Regions from separate parts of the Mus musculus genome. Here region 1 is linked to region 2. The links are chromatin contacts, called in public Hi-C maps. All regions are on one chromosome and are shown on one strand. The core of a region is the stretch at or near the end of the contact, and the rest is flanking DNA. Distances in the headings are between cores, read along the strand shown. Region 1 overlaps Col22a1 (collagen, type XXII, alpha 1). Region 2 overlaps Fam135b (family with sequence similarity 135, member B).

Region 1 (3,940 bases), core at 1,379-3,878, 150 kb before region 2:
TTTCCTGCTCAGTTCACATCCTCAAACGGGTCATGGGTCTAATGGGACCCTAAAATGGATCTAGAGATACCCTATAGAGCAGGCATGCACTCTGAAAAGTTCTAGCTGATTCCGAGGTAATACTGCAGTTTCTTTTGACAGTTAGTATCCAAGAATCTCATCCTTCAGAGGTCAACAGGGCCATTTGCTTCATGCTATCTTTATAAACTGCTACATCTTCCACTCACATTTGCACAGTCCTGGGGACTATCACTACATGTTCCATTTAACATCGTCCTTCAAAGTCAAGTAGTACAGGGAGAGCTCAGACATGGGCCATTCTTTTGATGAGAGCACACAGAGAAGATAGTGTGGCTGGAGGCTCTTAAATTGGCAGACATAGGCTTGACTTTGGAAGCTGGTACCTCCCCAGACTCCCCTGCCTTCTGGTACCTGAACGAATTCACTGACTAATTACATTAATTGGACATTTTGTCAGCTTCTCTGAATCTTTTCAGTTTGTTATTTAAAGATGCTGACTGGACAGGTGGTTTGCTCCTGCATTTTAGTTGCCCAAACCATGATTAGAACTCTAGTTGTAAAACCTAAGCAGTGAACAGTGTCTTAAGAACCATACAAAAGGACATTTTTAAACCCCAGCATGTAGGAAGCATTTAATACACATGACTGATGGTGATCCTCATGGCGCATAGGTCATCGGGCTTAATAACAAGCATGACAAATATCTGGAGGAGAGTAGAGGAGTTTAAAGAAACCATTGTCAGTGGGACAAGAGGTAGCCTGTGATACCTCTCAAGAAGGTGTATTTTAGGGATTAAGCAGGGTTTGCAATGCATCTTGGAGGGGGGCAGTTTCTAGGCAGGGCACAGCTGGGCCTCATATGAAAGGAGCAAAGGCTATTTGCTGGCAGAGTTCACACCCTCCCCTCCACAGCTTGTAGACCCCAGGAGGAGCTCCAGCAGCTTTGATTTACAAAGGACAAAGCACAAAGGGAGACTCTAAACAATGGAAACACAAACAAAATGGTACCTTTTTTTCCAAATTAATGATTATATTAATTTAGAATTATATTTAAAAGCAAATCAATGTCTCCTTCTAACCTAAGAAACTTCTCTACAAAGATAGAAAAGGAAACAATCTTATCATCCTCTGAATGCTGATTCAGAATACAGCGTACACCACAGTCTGGGTAGGAGGCGGGAGAGTCAAAAACGACTTAAGTCTTAGGTAGCCAGTCTGTAGGGTTGGATTTAGCATGCGTGTCTCAGGAAGTGCTATTCAGGACTAAGATAGAGGACATGTCACCCCATTCATCAACCACATTCATTCCAAATGGGCTATGTACCTGTGTGATCATCAGTAAGGTAGGGGCTTACACAAGCATCTCCAGTCTTTACCACAGGGGGTGTTTTTGTTCCTGTGATCCAGATTGCTCCCTATGTTAGCATCTCTCTTTCCAGCAGGAACCGGGGAAGAAAGGCACCCCCCCCCCCGTGTTTATTAAATTCCAGAGAGATGATTACTAGGTTCTGAGAAAGGCTTTAATTGAGTTCCTGGCAATGAATAGGTAAAATATTTGTATATTAGCTACTTTTCTATTGCTGTGATAAAACACAGCCGTGGAAAGCAGGTTATCAGGCCCTTGGAGTATGCCTTGCCCTGGATCTTTCCTATAGCCCCATTCTCTACTTCACGGCTTCTCTGATACACATTTTTCTGCTCCCTCATGCTGCTCTTACCGTTATGTGATTGATACCTCTGAAAATATGAGCCAAAATAAATAATTCATCTCTTTCTGTCAGGTGTTTAGTTGCAACTATGCAAAAGTAAAGAACTGTGCATGTGGAGTGATATAGTTCCTTATTATTTATTTATTTATTTATTCATTTGTTTGTTTGTTTATTCTATGGAATAGATTCTTTGTATAGGGCTGAGTTGAGAAGCAAGAATGAAGATTTTGGCAAGGGTATTTAATAATGATCTAAAGAGAACTGGGCTAGTAAAATTGTCCTTTGCAAGGATAAAAGCCCTGAGAAGATGGGATTCAGAGCTGCCTTTTGGTTGTTGAACGTCCAGTGTACAACCATGGATCTCACCTGCTGTTAACATGGCTGATCTGCCTTCTCCACTCTCGTCAAATCTCAAGAAATCATAAACCACCTAAACCAGGCATCATAGCCCCAAGAGAGTCAGGAAAATGACTTGGTTGGGAAGAGGTTACTCGGATATTTGATAACCAGACAGACTGAGTCCCTACTCTTCTTGTTCTGTGACCTTGGGTGGCTGATTAAAACAATTATTGATGGATTTAAAAAAACATTCAAAATCTCACAGTGCCTAGACTCTTCTGGAATTCACTCTGTAAATGAAAAGCACCTTGCATTCCTTCACCTCCCGCCCTCCCTGCTCAAGTGTAGGGGTTATAGCTGGTGCCACTGTTCTTAGCCCAGATTTGTTACCAAGGTCAATGACTAAGGCAGATGTCTTAGACAGTTTATACTCTTAGCCATGAGCTCAGCTTACAGCCAAAACGTTACATGTAACAGGGTCTTTTAAAGCCCTAACTGAATGTCTAGCGGGGCAGGGACTCCAGAAATGTCAGATCCCTTCCTGGAAGGAAATGAGTCATGTTTGGAGGTGGCTGTGTTTGTGCAGATCTTTGTCTGTAGTGGGCACGGAGACAGGGACAACTATGGGGATCCTGAGCTGCTGGCATTCTTATTGTCGACAGCTGAATGTTGAAACCACTCTACAGCTAGACTGAAGACTGGGATTTGAAAGGAATACATTTACCTTTAAGGCCAATTGTCCCTGAATGTCAGTGAGGCAGTGTGAAGCTCTGCGACACTGCTTTGATTATAAAGTGGGTGCAGACAGAATGCCAACTTTAGGCACTTAGATCTAACAGCATGTAAAGATGACGGAATCAGGTTTTTTTCCTGTGAACTATTTTCTTCCTTCCTCTAAACAATGACACCTAGTGCTTTATAAGCAATGATTCATAACACAGTCTAGGGACTGTGGGATAGAGTGTCATTAACCATCAGCCATGACATCAATGAGCTGCTGCGTGCTAGAATAAGCTGAACGGAAAGAAAGCCGGATTTCACCTCATGAGAAAACTGCTGGGCTCTGGACTCTCTTACATTGACCTTCCCCACCCCTCATCCTTTTAGATGGACAGATTGAGACCTAGAAAGGGGTATGGCCTGCCTAAGGATGCAGAGATGAGGGACAGGAATGAAACCAGTGCCAGACTGATTCACTGTCAAGGACTCTTCACAGCCCAGTAGGTTATTTTAAAGAAATGGAAATGTTGCTGTTTGATGAAATGCAGTTGTTATTCCAGTAAGTACACTCGTTGTAGTGGCTTACTTCAGCAATCTTAGCACTTGGGAGGCTGAGGCAGGAGTGGTGATACAAGTTTGAGCCCAGGCTAGGCTACAGAGTGAGTTTCAGGCCAGCCTTTAATAAAGCATAAAACCCTGTCTTAGAAAAAAGAATCTACTAAACCAAAAGCCATGTATGGTGGCTAACACCTGTATTCCCAGTAGTCATGATGCAATATGGATGCATCACTATGAGTTTAAGGTCAACTTGGCTACATAGTTGTAGGACAGCCTGGAGTATAGTTTAAGAAGCTGTCTCAAAAACAAAACAAAATCAACCAACCAAAAACAAAACAAAACAAAGCAAAACAAAACAAAAAACCCAGAAAACAAAACAACAGTAACAAAAAAAAACCCCCAAAACAAACATACAAACAAAAACCAAAAAGACCCAATATACCAAATTCCCAAAGCAAAAGACATATTAAATAAACTGAATGAAGTGGCCACATCCATATGCCAGCACTTGTGGGGGCTGAATAATTAGGAGTTCAAGGCTGTCCTTAACTATTTATGACATTCAGGTCAGTTTGAGCATTATGAAATTCTAT
Region 2 (3,490 bases), core at 211-2,710:
ACTGACCCTGGCACAGTTGTCCTGTCTTGAATTGTGTCTAGCTGATGGTTTCCTGTTCCTGTTCCTCAGCCACAGAGCATGGTAAGGCAAAGAAGGGGGGCAGGGAGGTTGGTTTTTCCATCTTTTTTTCTTAATCTGCTTAGCAAGAGAACCTGATGAAGGAAGTATTCAACACATGCTTTGTCACCAAAAATTCAGTGACAGAAACTATCTTTTCAGGGCTGAGAATTTTGATATCTTTTAGATTACTTATTGCCCTAGAGATGTCAGTGAACTGACCATGCAAAACATTGGAGTTATGATGTTCTCCTATTGTTTCCATTTCAAAAACATTTTTAGCTTAATAACTCTAAATGATATAAAAAAAATCACAGAAGTGTCCCTGTTCAATAGAAGAAAAATATTTTCTGGCCTTAAATTAAACATTTTTCAAGATAAACATTTTTCAAGATAAACATTTTTCAAGATAAACAGGGACACACACACACACACACACACACACTTTTCTCACTAAAGCATTGATATGAAACTCACCTTGCATCTTTCTAAGCTAATTTTGTCTAATGGAAAACTCCTTACAGTTTTCCTGTTCTTACTTTTGAAAACTCATCAGAAAGTCTTTGTATTTACAATGAAGTAAAATGGAAACACCCTTTGCAGGAGGGGAAGAGAGAAGAGTTACTTACTTGGGCTATGTCACAGACTGGGGTCTTGAAGCTCAGATGAGTGTCAAGTTTTCTCTTGTGTGCTTTCAGGCAGCTGTCAAAGGCCACCCTGCTCTCAGGAGGAGGGCTGGAACCTCACCGCTCTGGGTCTTTTAGCTGACTTTCAATACAAATAGCTACTCAGCAGTAAAACTGCCTCCCTAGGAGCTGACTTAGTTTCCATCAGAACAATAAAGCCTTGATCCTGCCCTCTTAAATCCTTGAAAAATACTTAGCTGTGACTTGCTCTACTTGGAAAGAAAGACTCTGGCAAAACTACAGAAACAAAACTAAATGCAAAGAGTGATGAAAGAAAATATAAATAAAAATAAAATCCACAGTGGCCTTTGGTGGGAGAAAAGGAAAACAAAATAGTGCATATATATATATATATATATATATATATATATATATATATATATATAAACATGTATTCATATATATTTTCTGTTTGTGCTTGAGTGTAAATCAGGAGGATTTAGTAATTATTATTGTCATCAGCATCTTCATTTATCAAGCCAACCTTGGATTAGTGACTCAGCGGATCTTAACCTTGATTTGGGCTTCATGGGGGTTGGGGAGTGGGGGCTGACAGCTCCACAATGGCCTATGCATCATTGAGCAAGATGACATACACATGAGTCATGGTACTGTATGTGGGTGGATATTAGCAACCTTCTCCTACCATAGCAGGTTAGGCATAGTGAAGAGAGCTTTATCTTTGTTCATGACCTGCTGGTTTTAAAAAGACCTGGAGGCACTTCCAGTGTGGTCATGGATGATGGAAAGAGCCAAGCCTGTGGTTAAATCCCAACAGTCACAGTTGGAGATGAATTCCTGTGGTGACTTATGTTGATTTTGAGCTCTGGATTTTGGGCTCTTTTGTTAAATGGGATTCCATCTCACTCCATACTTTTTTCATAAGGCTGTAATGAGTTATGTTCTAAAAATCTTGGTCATAAATGGGTATGTATAAGGAACTTGGGTGTCCATTTAAAGTGCTTTCTGCAAAATTCAATTTGAATTTGAAAATCAGGAGAGATTACATGCTAAAACTGAGAACATGCTTACATTACTTACAAAAAAAAATTTCCTGTATGTGTGTTGTCTGTATAATCTCACAGTATTGCTCAGATCCTTGGCAGAATTTATATCATAGACAGTGAGTTTGCCCCTTGGGGTCCACTGCCTGACTCTCTCAATAAGAGCCTGATATCCCTGCAGATTTTGCAGTCTGGCCTTTTCAGTCAGGTTTGCAATCAGCTCTAAGGAACAGTAGACTTCACTGACTGTAGCTTTTGACTGTTCACTAAATAATTCAGACCTGGAGTTGCCAGAGACTAGGAAAGTGCAGGACTTGCTTTTGTTCGTTGTTTCATGCTTATCTAAAGAAACTGATCTCTGTCTTATCAACTATGGCTGTTCCTTGTCATCCATGGGTTTGTAGCTCTTGACTGGTGGTTTAATGACCAATGCTACGACATTATCAAGCTAAGGAAATGCTGAGAGGAGAATGGCTGTCTTCCTTTTTCTAGTTTCTGCAGTCAGAACCCTCCCTGCACAAAAGGAGGAACTGAGAATGAATAGCCCCTGGATCAGGCAGTAGCAGCCTACAGCAGCATCTGCCATTCCTAGATTAATATCTTCCAGGTTTGAACTGCCTTCAAAACGGCTGCCTTGACTGTTTTTCTCCTCTCCAAAGGGTGGCATGGGCCATTTTCAGTCAAGGTTGGTGTTTGAGGTCTGGGAGAAAGGTGAGCTTCCTGATTCAAGTGTTACAGCTTAGCACAGGGTTCCTTCTCTGTCTCCAATGGAGCTAACCCATGAAATCTTCTATTCCTGCCTCCTCTATCTAAGATGAGCAAAGTATTCACCTGCAGGCATGAATCTCAACATCCTAATCTGCAAAACCAAGGTATTTAATCTCTCTTATAAGAACCAATGTGTCAGTGAATGGAAAGAACAGGAATAATGAATGAAATAGATTTGGTACGGAATGGGTAATGAGCAGAAATCTTAGCACAAAGCACCACTTGCAGTAAGGGCTTGTACTGCAAGTTGAGCAAATGAATGATTACACTCATCGCCCGGCTCCATTGAAAGTGCTTGTGCATATATTAAATCAGTTCCCACAAAAAGCTTAAGAGGAATCTTCTATTGTTATACTCATTCTGCAGCTGAAGGAACCCAGCAATGGAATTTCAGGTCACCGACATTCATATGAAGATAGTCTGGACCCAGGCACCATGTCTAATCACGACAGAAAAGCAAATTTTACAGATTTCAAAGGAAGCATAGCTATTACCTCTTGGTTTCTCTTTGTTCTAGATTAGAGAACGGGGAACCTGAGATTCTAGAATGTGCAAGCTTTGGAGGCAGAGTATCTCAAGGCCTTGTTGGTCTCTTCCTTTGTCTACATTGAAAGCAGAATCCTTGAAGAACTGAGATTCCAGGTGGAACTTTCTTTCAAGAGGGTGGCATAAGAATGAGCATTTGATTTCTGTTTCCCACGTGGGAATCAATGTATTGATTCTGTGTTTCGTGATCTTTCTGGTCCTCCGTGACAGAGGCCATCATCCCCATGATGGCTGCTCAGGTGATCGTAGCCCTCTCTTCACTAGACTGAGAAGAATGATTCCAACAGGCTCTGATTTTCTTGTCCAATTGCATGACTAAAATATCCTGACGTTCTAGAAGTCTATTTCCAACCCAGACACTGTTGCTTTGCCCAACTCCCACCCCCATCTGCAATTTCTGCCTCATTTACCTGGTTTTCATTTTTTTTT

Evidence for each region. A called contact is a pair of places that touch in the nucleus more often than the background predicts.
Region 1: a Hi-C map of the N1E-115 cell line shows a contact between it and region 2, with 1.9 times the contacts expected there. The contact joins two enhancer-like sites. A contact is called at or near these places in 3 of 484 Hi-C or Micro-C datasets (the N1E-115 cell line, adipose-derived mesenchymal stem cells and nephron progenitors) and 1 of 115 datasets of contacts at active chromatin or transcription factors (astrocytes).

The regions. Positions count from the first base shown.
Region 1 is chr15:71,849,194-71,853,133 of GRCm38.p6, reverse strand. All of the region lies in intron 46 of Col22a1 (collagen, type XXII, alpha 1), which reads left to right. Among named protein-coding and RNA genes, the nearest start is that of Fam135b, 120 kb to the right of the region's middle. Within about 2 kb of position 2,628, at least 21 of the 459 cell types and tissues checked have an H3K27ac peak or open chromatin away from gene starts, as enhancers often do. A contact at or near this core is called in the N1E-115 cell line, where this site is marked.
Region 2 is chr15:71,701,106-71,704,595 of GRCm38.p6, reverse strand. All of the region lies in intron 1 of Fam135b (family with sequence similarity 135, member B), which reads left to right. Among named protein-coding and RNA genes, the nearest start is that of Fam135b, 25 kb to the left of the region's middle. Within about 2 kb of position 1,460, at least 26 of the 459 cell types and tissues checked have an H3K27ac peak or open chromatin away from gene starts, as enhancers often do. A contact at or near this core is called in the N1E-115 cell line, where this site is marked.